Linked DNA regions of Mus musculus: region 2 is linked to region 1. A link is a contact called in public HiChIP or PLAC-seq data. All regions are on one chromosome and are shown on one strand. The core of a region is the stretch at or near the end of the contact, and the rest is flanking DNA. Distances in the headings are between cores, read along the strand shown. Region 1 has its middle 15 kb from the start of Mef2d. Region 2 has its middle 11 kb from the start of Fdps.

Region 1 (6,500 bases), core at 1,240-3,739:
TTTAAAGATTTATTTATTTATTATATGTAAGTACACTGTAGCTGTCTTCAGACGCACCAGAAGAGGGCATCAGATCTCTGTTACAGGTGGTTGTGAGCCACCATGTGGTTGCTGGGATTTGAACTTTGGACCTTTGGAAGAGCAGTCAGGTGCTCTTACCCCCTGAGCCATCTCACCAGCCCCCCCCCCCCCAAGAGAGCTTTTATTCAACAGGCCTTAACTGAGTCAACCCACTGGTCAAGGTATGGGAGACCCTCGAGGACATACTGGGTGCTCATACCCAGCTGGTTGGCACCTCAGTAGGTTTGTTATACAATGAGATCCCACATGTGGTACCTGCTGGCTACCAGTCTTCTGCCACCCATCCTGGTATGGCCTCTGCCTCCTTACTCTGTAGCTTAGACTTGAACTCCTAGGAATCCTCTTGCCTCAGGCCTTTGAGTGCCGGGATTACAGATGTATGTCACTACGGCCAGCTTTGTTGCTGTTCTAGAGGACAGGATCATATACTGTAACCTCGTGTAAAAGGACATGAAAGCTGAAGTCCTGGTCTCACATGCTCTAGACTCAAGTCGGAGCTGACTGCTAACAAGACATGAGGCAGTAAGAGAGCACTTTATGAAGAGAAAAAGTTGAGGACCGAAAGGTCTGAGTGTTTATTCTTTTCATTCCTGCTTTATGCCCGGCAGCCTTTTGTACCATCACACTGTCCGTGACGGCTTGGAGGTCTCTCAGACAAGGATGCTTGAAGATTATAGAAGCCAATGGGTTCTCTCATGTTCAACAGGCAACAAGTCCTTGTGGGACTGGATGGCTCCTCATGCTTAGAACCCTAGCTCTCCCAAGTGTCATGATTTGAATATACTTGGCCCAGGGAGTGGCACTATTAGAAGGTATGGCTTGTTGGAGTAATGTGTCATTGTGGGTGTGGGCTTTAATACCCTCATCCTAAGCTGCCTGGAAGTGAGTATTCTGCTAGCAGCCTTCAGATGAAGATGTAGAACTCTCAGCTCCTCCTGCACCATGCCTGCCTGGATGCTGCCATGCCCCTGTCCTGATGATAATGGACTGAACCTCTGAACCTGTAAGCCAGCCCCAATTAAATGTTGTCCTTATAAGAGTTGCCTAGGTCATGGTGTCTCTTCTAACTGAGACATCAAGGTTGGGGCAGGAAGACTGCAGAGAGGCCAAAGTTAGTGAGACTCCTGTCTCAGAAAATGAAATGAAACAAAACTCAAAAAGTATCTGTGGGATTCCCATTCAGTACCTCACGTGCCCAGACAAGAGTAAAGGGTACAGGGGAAACCAGCTCAGCTCTCACCAATGCCAAGGAAGAGAGCCGGCACTCCATGCTCACAGTGGCACAGAGTACAGAGAAGATGCTGGAGAAGCACTCAGGCACTTAGAACAAGACCTTACAAGCGCATGGTACAGGTGGGCAGAATGTTTGCTGATCCTTCAGAGGACCGGACTTGCTCAGTTCCCAGGACAACAGGTCACACGTGGTTGTTTGAATGAGAATGTCCCCCACAGACTCATATTTGAATGCTTGGTCTCCAGCTGGTAAAACTGGGAAGGAATAGGAGATGTGGCCTTTCCGGAGGAGGTGTGGCTTTGTTGGAGGAGGTGTGGCCTTGTTGGAGGAGGTGTGTCACTGGAGAAGGGCCTTGAGGTCTCAAAAGCCCACACCAGGGCCAGGCTCTCTCTCTCTCTCTCTCTCTCTCTCTCTCTCTCTCTCACTCTCTCTCTCTCTCTCTCTCTCTCTCTCTCTCTCTCTCCCCCCCCCCCCATATCTTTCCCCTCCCTCTCATCCTGGTGCTTGGGGGTCAAAAATGTAAGTTCTCACTCATCTACTGCCCCAGTCCCTTGCCTTCCTGCCTGCTGCCTGCTGCCTTCCTGCCATGATGGTCATGGGCCCACCCTCTAAATCTGTAAGCCCCAGTAGACTCTGTCTTCTGTAAGTTGCCTTGGTCCTGGTGTCTTTACCACAATAGAAAAATAAGGTATCAGGTGACTCAAAATTGCCTGGGACTCCAGAGTCAAAGGATCCAATGCCTTCTTTCCACCTCTGAGGACAAATACACATGCACACACACAAATTATATATATATAAAATTTTAAATTATATTTTATGTCTATATGTGTATGCTTTCATGTATGTTTTGTATAACACATGCATGCAGGAGTCCACAGAGGTCAGAAGAGGCATCAGCTCTCCTGTTCCTGGAGTTACAGGTTCATTACCATGTGGGAGCTGGGAACCAAACCCAGGTCCTCCGCAAGAGCAACCAGTGCTCTTAACCGATGAGCCATCTCTTTGGGCCCTAAATAATAAGTCTCTAAAAAAAAAAAAAATGAAGAATGCACACACATCCACAAAACCTCCAGTCTGATCCCGTGGGCTCTCAGAGTTGCTCATATGTAGAAATGAGAAGGTTGGGTCAGACCCTTCTGGGATCCAGTCCCAGCACCCTCATTTCTAGTATGAGCTTGGGTGAGTCACTGACTCTCTCTGAGCCACGGTTTCTCTAGTGCTGTGATAAGGAGAGTTATTCATAGAGGGCTGAAAAAACAACAGCAAATAATGTAAACAAAGTGAAATGCCCACCGTTGCCTAGAAACGCCTGTAATACTTTTGCTTGCGCCTCCTGCAGAAGACATGTCACTAAAGTCAGATTCAAGACCTCTTGGTGGAAGGCAAGAGACAGAATATGGAGTCATGTTTGGAGCAAAAGTTCTCAAGGGGGCTTGGAAGCTAGCCTCACCTGCAGGAGCAGATGGGTGCTAATGACCAAGGGTGAGAGCGAAACTCCCAGCTCCTCTTTCTCTGCTTCTGTAAGGCAGATGTTGAGAAAACTCAGAGAAACCAAAAGTTGTAGATATGAGAATGAAATCTGCAGCCCCTTTAGCTCCACGACTTCCTGGCCCAGCCCTGTGCAGTTCCCCACGTGCTATGAGGGAACCTGCCCAGGTGGCCATGTTGACAAGTTCTGCCCTCCTCTTTCCTCCCTCCCCTCTGCTCTCTGCTCCTCCCCTCCCCTTCCCCACCTTCCTCTCTTCTATCTTCTTTCTGTCTATCTCTCTTAGCTTCCCCTCCCTTCTCCCTTTCTCCTAGTTCTCTTGAGATTTTCTTTCTTTTGTGTGTGTGGTGCTGGGAACAGAACCCAGAATCTTGTGTGTGCTAATCAAATGCTTTACCACTGAGCTGTATCTCTCTAGTGGTTTTGTTTGCTTGTTTGCTTGACAGTTTTTTGAGACAGGGTTTCTCTGTGTAGCCATGGCTATCTTAGAACTTGCTTGTAGACCAGGCTGGCCTCGAACTCAGAGATCCAGACTCACCTGCCTCTGCCCCCCGAGTGCTGAGATTAAAGGCGTGCGCCACCTCGATCTCACGTTCTTCTTTTTTTTTTTTATAATTTTTTAAGATTTATTTATTATTATATCTAAGTACACTGTAGCTGTCTTCAGATGCACCAGAAGAGGGCGTCAGATTTCATTACAGATGGTTGTGAGCCACCATGTGGTTGCTGGGATTTGAACTCAGGACCTTCAGATGAGCAGTCAGTGCTCTTAACCACTGAGCCATCTCTCCAGCCCCCTTGTTTTGCTTTCCTTTAATTAAATTTTCTCTTTAAAATAATTAGCCAGGTGGTGGTGGCGCACACCTTTGGTTCTAGCACTCAGGAGACAGAGTTAGGCGGATCTCTGAGTTCAAGGCCAGCCTGGTCTACAGAGCAAGTTCCAAGACATCCAGGGCTACACAGAGAAGAAACCCTGTCTCGGAAGACCAAGGAGAAAAACCATTTATTTAGTGCTGGTCATAGTGGCACATGTCCTTAATTCCAGTACCCAGGAGGTAGAGGCAGGTGGGATTCTGTGAATTTGAGGCCAGCTTGTTCGTATAATGAGTTCCAGAACAACTCGAGTGAGTTTTAGGACTACACAGAGAAACCCTGTCTTGAAAAAAAAGATGATTTTTTTCTTAATTAAAAAAAAAATAAAAGTAGGGCTGGAGAGATGGCTCAGAGGTTAAGAGCACCGACTGCTCTCCCAGAGGTCCTGAGTTCAATTCCCAGCAACCACATGGTGGCTCACAACCATCTGTAATGGGATTTGATGCCCTCTTCTGGTGTGTCTGAAGATAGCTACAGTGTACTTATATACATAAAATAAATAAATGCTTAAAAAAAAATAAAAGAATTTGCTGCTGCAAATGCCTTTACGCCTTGGTCATCACAGACCAAGAGTCACTTGGAGCTCCCTGCCCTGGCTGCCAGCGAAGGGCCCTGATGAATCCCACACTTCTAGTGGTAGGAAAGTCTTGAAAAGCAAACATTGTAATAAGTTATTTTCCTCTGTGTTGGCAGTGCTGGGAAGGCGGAGGTAAGAGAGTCAGGAGGTCAAGGTTACCCTCAGAGACGCGGGGAGGTCAAGGCCCAGCCCGGGATGAATAAGTCAGACCTTGTCTCAGAAATAAAAATAAGCTGGGCAGTGCTGATGCGCATCTTTAATCTCATCTACAGAGTGAGTTCCAGGACAGTCAGGACTACACAGAAAAACCCTGTCTCAAAAATAAAAAATAAAAATTATAAAAAGGTTTAATATTTCTGGGGCCAGCATTTTTGAGAAATGCTGCATGACACACCTGAATTTAACAAGGCATTTAAGTAGGTTTGCTTGTGATAGCTTTTATTTTATATTTCTGGAGAGAGGCTCTTACTGTGGAGCCAGTGAGATGCTCAGTGGGTGGGTAGCCTGAACTACCACCTGAGTTGCGTCCCCAGAGTCCACGTAGTGGAAGGAAAGAACTGAAAGTTGTCCTTTGAGCACCTCCAGGTGCTCATCGCAGCACGCATTTGGCCACCACACAAAATCAGTAACTGGAGAAAAAATAATTCTTCGGAGGCAAAGTTGCACTGTCTAGTCCTAGGTGGCCTGGAACTTACTACATAGACCAGGCTAGCCTCAAATTCACAGAAATCTACCTGCCTCTGGCTCTCGAGTACTGGGATTAAAGGCATGTGCCACCAACACCAGCATTTACTTTTATTTTTTAAAAATGATTTATTTTATTTATATGAGTACACTGTAGCTCTCTTCAGACACACCAGAAGAGGGTATCAGAACTTATTACAGATGGTTGTGAGCCACCATGTAGTTGCTTGGAATTGAACTCAGGACCTCTGGAAGAGTAGTCAGTGCTCTTAACCGCTGAGCCTCTCTCCAGGCCCGTAGTAAGTACTCTTAATGGTTGAGCCATTGCTCCAGGAAACACTTGTTTTTCTTGATCTTGACAGATTTGCTCTCTCTTTTTTTTTTCCTGGTTGAGAGTCCTTGATAACCTCAGTTGTCTACGGCCTGGTGTTTTATCTGGAGCAGCAGAGGCAAGGGGACATATACAACTATGTACATGCCTTGGAATTTATTAAGTGAGTCTAAAAATAGTAAGGACAGCCAAATCACATGTCAGGTGCTGAAATCCTGGGAGGTGCCCATCGCTGAGGCTGGGTGCCTCCCAGCTGGAGTCTCTCACTAGGAGGTGGCCACAGACAGTCACAGCAGCAGCAACAAAGCTAGCTGAGGCCAGCCTGGTCTACACAGTGAGTTCAAAGACAGCCAAGGCTATGCAGAGAAAGCCCATCTTGGAAAAAAAAAGTATTATTATAAAAATTAAGGGCTGGGCAATGGTGGCACACACCTTTAATCCCAGTACTTGGGAGGCAGAGGCAGGTGGATTTCTGAGTTTGAGGCTAGCCTGGTCTACAGAGTGAGTTCCAGGACAGCCAGGGCTACACAGAGAAACCCTGTCTCAGAAAATCAAATAAATAAATAAATAAATAATAAAGTTTTTGTCCTGGGAGGTGGGTGGGTGGCTCAGCAGGTAAAAGTACTTGCTGCCAAGTCTGGTGACCTAAGTTCAATTCCTGCGACCCATGTGGTAGAGAGGATTGATCCCTACAAGCTGTCCTTTGACCTGACAGGAGTCTGCCTCCCTGATCTTTCCCCAGCTTAAAAAAACAAAACAAAACAAAACAAAACAAAACAAAACAAAACAAAACAAAAAAAACCAGAGCTGGAAGAGGGCTGGCTGTGCTGGAACGATGGCTCAGTGGTTAAGGACTCTGGCTGCCTTTGCAAAGGATCCGCACTGAATTCCCAGCCCCACATGGCAGCTCACAACCCTCTGTTACTCCAGGTTTAGGGGATCTGTCCCCCATGATGGCCTCCAAAGGCACTGTGGTACACAGTGACATACACACTGGCAAATCTCAAACACTTAACTTTAAAAATAAGGAAATGTCCTGGTTAGGTTTTGTCAACTTGACACAAGCTAGAGTCACCTGGGAAGAGGAATTTCAGTTCAGTAAACGCCTGTGTCAGATTGGCCTGTATAGGCATTTTCTTTTTTGTTTGTTTGTTTGTTTTTGAGACAGGGTTTCTCTGTGTAGCCCTGGCTGTCCTGGAACTCACTCTGTAGATCAGGCTGACCTTGAACTCAC
Region 2 (6,755 bases), core at 1,835-4,334, 990 kb before region 1:
CTGCCTCCCTTGGGTTAAAAAGAGCAGACTTAGGCAGAGGCAGGTGGATTTCTGAGTTCAAGGCCAGCCTGGTCTACAAAGTGAGTTCCAGGACAGCCAAGGCTGTACAGAGAAACCCTGTCTCAAAAACAAACAAACAAACAAACAAACAAAGAGCAGACTTAGGGCCCTTTTAAGTAAAATCATAAGTAGATGCAAAGCAGAGTTACAGAAGACAATAGAGCAGTAAAGAAGTATGAAAAAATATAAAAACAAAACAAAACAAACCAGCTTTCACCATCTCATCTCAGGTAAAGCTTGCGTTCCTTTTCATCCCCACTGCCTTTCCACAGATGGGGTATGAGCCTTAGAAGAGGAGTAAGGAAGCCCAGAAGGTTCATTGGGAATATAAAAACACACCTACCTGGGCTCTGGCCAGCATCTAAAAGAAAAAGACAGAATTTAAAAAAAAAAAAAAAAAGCTCCACTTTTCTGAGTCAGGCCCCAAAGGTGGGCATCACACCTGAACCTCTTTTAGACTGTACTAGGGGGCCAGAATTCTGAGAAGGAAAAGCACATTATCTAATCTACTTGCCTAGGAGTGGTCCTGTCCCGCCCCACCCCCCACCCCCTTCCCCCAGTCAGGTCCCAGACCCGCCCAAGTGGATCAACATTTAGGGAGGAGATAATGGCATGTCTCCACCTAGAGGTGATTCTGCTCCTTACAGTGTGTGTTCATGAAGAATGTGTCTACTAGGGTGCAGGTGTCTTGGAGAACCTGTCATTTTGTTTCATTGTCTCTTGCTTACTGTTCATATGCCAAGCTAGCTGCTAGGAATTTACCTCTGCTGCCCACTTCATCATAAGAGCATGGGTTTACAGGTGAGTGCTGCTAACTATCTGACTCCACGTGGGTTGTGAGGATCTGAACTCAGTTCCTCAAGCTGGTATAGCAAGCGTTCTATCCACTGAGCCACTGGCCCAGCTCCCTCCTTCAGACTCTCACATAGACTTTAGAAATTAGTTACATACAGTTACCTTCATCTTTCACATAAAATCCAGAGGGGTAGCTTGGGGTTGGCCTGGCCAGATGGCTCATCAGTTAGGAGCATGTGTGCTCCTGTGGAGGCCCTGGGTCTGAGCTTCAGCACCTAAGACAGAAGGTTCAAAAGTGCCTGCAATTCCAGCTCCAGGAGACCTGGCACCGCTGACCTTGTGGGGTACCTGCAGTCATGTGCACCCACAACAGATACACATGTGCATGTATGTGTGTGCACACACACTTAAAAATAACAACAACAAAACAAGACACCTGCAATATACCAGTACCCTCAATTTCATTTATTTGTTTAGATATTACACATTCAATTAGAATTCAAATGGGGGCCAGGAAGCACACTGCATGATACCTGTCTGTAAGAGGCTTAGACCCAGAACTTTCACTTTATCTGGTTAAGGACAGAGACAACTACAATGAGAAACCCTGTCTCCAAAAACAGAAATCAAAACCAAAAATGAAAGAAAGAAAGAGAGAGAGAGAGAGAGAGAGAGAGAGAGAGAGAGAGAGAGGAAGGAAGGAAGGAAGAAAAGGAAAAAAAAGAAAAACAGTGACCATGGGCTAGAGAGCTGGCTCAGTGGTTAAGAACACTGACTGCTCTTCCAGAGGTCCTGAGTTCAATTCCTAACAACATGGTGGCTCACAACCATCTGTAATGGGATCTGATGCCCTCTTCTGGAGTGTCTGAAGACAGCTACAGTGTACTCATATATATATAAAATAAATAAATCTTAAAAAAAAATAAAGAGAGAGAGAGAGAGAGAGAGAGAGAGAGAGAGAGAGAGAGAGAGAGAGAGAGAAAGAGAGAGACAGAGACAGAGAGACCACATCCCAGAAACAACATATATTGAGATCTCCCTCCAATACAATGTCCTAATGATGTAGAAACAGACTTGTGGAGTTTTTATGGTAACAAAGGAGGTTATACAACAAAGCATTTAAAAATGGGTTGTGGCCAGGCAGGGGTGGCACATGCCTTTAATCCCTGCACTTGGGAGGCAGAGGCAGGCAGATTTCTGAGTTCAAGGCAAGCCTGGTCTATAGAGTGAGTTCCAGAAACCCTGTCTCCAAAAAAAAAGAAAAAAGAAATAAAAATGGGTTGTGTAAGCAAGGGTGCAGCAAGCTCACCAAACTGTGCCATTCTGTGAGTGGAAACAAAGGTGTATGGGGATCAGTCTGCCAAGGTTATCTCTCCATGGGGAAGGGGAAGCAGAGAGAAGCAAAATGGGAGAAAGCACGCAGCTTCTCAGACAGACAGGCTGAGCCCAGTTTGGACCTAACCTACTGATGGAAACAGGGATGTGGATTACTGCAGACAGGGAATCTCAACTGCAGGCCTCAGATGCTACCTGGTCCCTTCTTATCCGTTCCACTGGTGCAGTTAAGGTTTGGTTAATACATTCCAAAGGGTTTTATTTGCCTATCAGGATGTTAGGTCTGGCACAAGGTGGGTAAGGAATTGCTTTTGGGGGACCTAAACACGGCCCCAAAGAAGTTGTATTTAGGCTCTGAACCTGCAGCAATCCAAACTCTTCACAGCCAATTTTGTTTTGTGTTTTTTCAAGACAGGGTTTCTCTGTATAGCCCTGGCTGTCCTGGAACTCACTCTGTAGACCAGGCTGGCTTCGAACTCAGAAATCTGCCTGCCTCTGCCTCCCAAGAGCTGGGATTAAAGGTGTGTGCCACCATTGCCTGGCTTGCTATTGACATTTTTAAAAAAGATTTTTTATTTTATGTTTACCTAAAATACAGGTTTTTGCCTGTATGTGTGTGTCTGCTGCCTGAACATAGTCAGAAGATGGTGATGGAGTCCCTGGTGTGAGCTTCCACAGGAAAGCAACTGGTGCTTTCCCACACTGAGACAGCTCAGCACGAGGCAGGGGTGTTTTAATCAGCTGCTTTTCAGGAATGCTGATTGACAAATTTCCCCCAGCAAGACAGGGTTTCCTTTTGTAGCTCTGGCTGTCCTGAAACTCCCTATATGGAGACCAGGCTGGCTGCAAAATCAGGGCTCTGCCATCCTCTGCTGGGAGTAAAGGCTGTGTTGGCTCTGATTGGCCTTTAATCAGTCAACTCTTGGTGGCTCCTAATAGCAGCTGGTCACAAGATCATAGGATGACTGGCCACTTGAAACTTCCAGTTAATAATTTATCATGTATCCATGATGAAATGGCGATAAAGAGCCCTGACAGTACTTCCAGACTATCCGACGGGTAGGAAGGTGACCTGCCCAGCTCCGTGAGCACAGAACTATTTTGTACTCAGGACTTTTTTTTTTTTTTTTTTTTTTTTTTTTTTACCTTTTTAAACCTTGTTCAGTGTATCTCTTTATCTGGGTGTTCCTTTTGAAGAAAAGAAAGAGAAAAATAAGAAATAGAGACCATTTGTTTATTTAGGTTTTTTAAGACAAGATTTCTCATTGTAACCCTGGTTGTCCTAGATTGTACTCTATAGACCTCCACAAGACTACCCTCAAACTCAGAGATCTGCCTGTCTCTGTCTCCTGAGTTAAAACAGAGGAAGTCTGGACATAGTGGCATACCCCTTTAGTTCCAGAACTTAAGAGGCAAAACTGGGTTTATCTCTGAGTTCAAGGCCCACCTAGCCTACCTAGAGAATTCTAGGTCAGCCTTTCTCAAAGAATCAAAAAAAAAAAAAAAAAAAAAAAGAAAGGGGCTAGTGAGATGGCTCAGTGGTTAAGAAGAGAGCTGCCTGCTCTTCTGGAGGTCATGAGTTCAAATCCCAGCAACCACATGATGGCTCACAACCATCTGTAATGAGAAACAAATAAAAGAAGCTAATGGGCCTGATGGAGTGGGGTCCCAGGTCAAGAAGGGAAGCAGGGTTGGGGAAGGAGGGGAAGAATGTTACAGTTTTAAGTCAAAAAAAAAAAAAAAAAAAAAAAGAGGGCTGGAGAGATGGCTCAGCGGTTAAGAACACGGGCTGCTCTTCCAGAGGTCCTGAGTTCAATGCCCAGCAACCACATTGGTGGCTCACAACCATCTGTAATGGAATTTGATGCCCTCTTCTAATGTGTCTGAAGACAGCTACAGTGTACTCATATAAATAAAATAAAAGTTAAAAAAAAAAAAGAAAGAAAAGAAAGCCGGGCATGGTGGCGTACGCCTTTAATCCCAGCACTTGGGAGGCAGAGGCAGGCGGATTTCTGAGTTCAAGGCCAGCCTGGTCTACAGAGTGAGTTCCAGGACAGCCAGGGCTATACAGAGAAACCCTGCCTTGAAAAACAAAAACTAAAACAAACAAAACAAAAAGAAGGAAAGAAGGAAAGAAGGAAAGAAGGAAAGAAAGAAAGAAAGAAAGAAAGAAAGAAAGAAAGAAAGAAAGAAAGAAAGAAAGAAAGAAAGAAAGAAAGAAAGAAAGAAAGGGAGAAAAAGAAAGGAAGGATGGAAAGAAGGAAAAAAGGCGCTCCCTGGGGTGGCAGCGGGCCGGTGAACTGGAAAATGAGACGCTTAGGAAGCCACACACCAGTGAGTTCCGAGCCTTTGTGGGTTATTTACATGGGGCAGGGCTTCTCCTAAGTTTGCATGGCCTTGGCTTCTTTCTGCACAAGCTCCATTTGTAGCCCCGGCTTCCACCTTTCTCTACTAACTGTCCCCTTACAGATGGAAATCTTGAAGCCCCTCTGGTCCCTATGAGAACTCCCTTTGAGAGCCATGGTCCTAGAAAATTTGGAGGTAGGTAAAAATTGCTCTTCTAAATCTTCTTCCGTGGCATTGAAGGGTGTGGCTTAGGCATGAGAGTGACCGCAAGACTCCCTACTCTTTTGTCTTTTGGTTGGAGAGGAGACTTGTGGTTCCCTATAGTATGAGTTGGCTGGGAACTCTGTGTCACAGAGTCTTTGGTTTGAGTAGGCCTGATGGCTCATGTCTTTAATCCCAGAATTTAGCAGATTAAAGGCAGAGTCGGGCAGTTATCTTTTACTTTGAGGCTAGCCTGGTTAATATAGTAAATTCCAAGATGGTTAGGACAGCAGCCAGGCCTACATAGTGAGGTCATGCCTCTGCTTCACCCCCAACCAATCCTGCCCCCCCCAAAAGTTTAGTATTTGAATCTGTCATAGAGCCTAGATATCACAAATTTTACAATTTTAAAACATGAGGTTTAATTAAGAGTAACATTGTTGGGGTCTGGGAATCACCACACAACCCATGCATACACCAATCTCAGCTAAGGAAGAATAGCTTATTAAATGCACACCATAGTACTGGATGTCCAGGTCCACAAGAAGGAAAAACCTAATTGTGGCACCAGTCTATCCTCCGGGTAGGCTTTTTATAGGAAAAGCCAAGTCCAACAGTTTGAAGGACAAGGAGGGGAGCAGCTGGCTTACTAGGCAAGCATTATCAGCCAACCTTTAAGCTGAGTGGTCCTGAGTTTGGAAAGGGGGAGGAGTGAATACGTGGTGAACAGGGGATTTCAGAACATTGAGATAACAGAGCATGAGTATTATAATCATAACTTTTTGGCTTATTAGTAGCATTCTTCAGTGTCAGCCACAAGAACAACGGTGAGCTCGTGTATAGGTGCAGGAAGGGCTGCCTGGTGGTCAGCTCTGACTCAAGATATTTTAGACAGAACAGTTCATATTGAACTTTGATTTGATGGGTCCTATGTAAAGCTTTGTGGAATCTCTTAAAATCTGGAGCTGGAGAGGTGGTTTAGCAGTTAAGAGCACTGACTGTTCTTCCAGAGGTCCTGAGTTCAAATCCCAGAAACCACATGGTGGCTCACAACCATCTGTAATGGGGTCTGATGCCCTCTTCTGATGTGTCTGAAGATAATGACAGTGTACTCACATACATTAAAAAAAAAAAGTTAGCAAATCTCATACAGAACAAAACAAGGAATGTGGTCAGCACGTCCTTGAGCCAAGTCAATTTTTTTTGTGTCAATGACTGGCAGGCATGTTACAGCAACAATATGAAATAGCTGGCAGGCATGGAACAAAATGGCTACAGCTATTTGGAGGTGTGTGTGTGTGTGGAGAGAGAGAGAGAGAGAGAGAGAGAGAGAGAGAGAGAGAGTGAGCATAACATACATGATTAACCCCTGACCTCAGAAAGCATGAGAGCCTGGAAAGCTATGGCCATGTGAAGAACCAGCCTGTGTCCATCTTATAAAAGAAACCAAGTTCACTGCAGCTTACCATTAAACCTCTTGTTTCCCAAGGATTGGGCTGTGCCTCCTCTGTAACCTTAACCACAATAGTTTGTACTGCCGGTTCCAGGAATAGCAGTCACATGCTTGTTTCATGGTATCTTGCAACACTACCTTTGTTTCAAAAGGTTGTGTGACCACCTGTGACTACCCAGTATGCTCACCTTGCCACCATGTCTCTGATTCAGGAGGTCATTCGGACCAACTTGCTCTGCACGTGTTCTGCTCCTGTGACCCTCCCTAGTTTGCTCATCAAATCGCACATTTGGAAACCCTTATCCCTGAGCTATGAAATCCTTGCCTTCCTCACACCCAGTGCCGGCCTCTCAAACTCCCTCAGTGGGAGGCATCTCGTGTACGGAAAGTTTCCTCTTTTGGGACTTATTTATTTATTGTATGTATATGAGTACACTGTCTTCAGACACACCACAAGAGGGCATTGGAACCCATTACAGATGGTTGTGAGCCACCATGTGGTTGCTGGGAACTGAACTCAAGACCTCTGGAAGAGCAGTTGATGCTCTTAACCACTGAGCCATCT

What was found. HiChIP or PLAC-seq counts read pairs in DNA pulled down with a chosen protein or histone mark.
Region 2: a contact with region 1 is called in a FOXA1 HiChIP or PLAC-seq map of pancreatic cancer cells. The contact joins two enhancer-like sites. A contact is called at or near these places in 3 of 39 promoter capture datasets (liver and pre-B cells) and 1 of 115 datasets of contacts at active chromatin or transcription factors (pancreatic cancer cells).

The regions. Positions count from the first base shown.
Region 1 is chr3:88,124,295-88,130,794 of GRCm38.p6, reverse strand. No RefSeq gene overlaps it. Among named protein-coding and RNA genes, the nearest start is that of Mef2d, 15 kb to the left of the region's middle. Within about 2 kb of position 2,489, at least 19 of the 459 cell types and tissues checked have an H3K27ac peak or open chromatin away from gene starts, as enhancers often do. A contact at or near this core is called in pancreatic cancer cells, where this site is marked.
Region 2 is chr3:89,109,645-89,116,399 of GRCm38.p6, reverse strand. No RefSeq gene overlaps it. Among named protein-coding and RNA genes, the nearest start is that of Fdps, 11 kb to the right of the region's middle. Within about 2 kb of position 3,084, at least 15 of the 459 cell types and tissues checked have an H3K27ac peak or open chromatin away from gene starts, as enhancers often do. A contact at or near this core is called in pancreatic cancer cells, where this site is marked.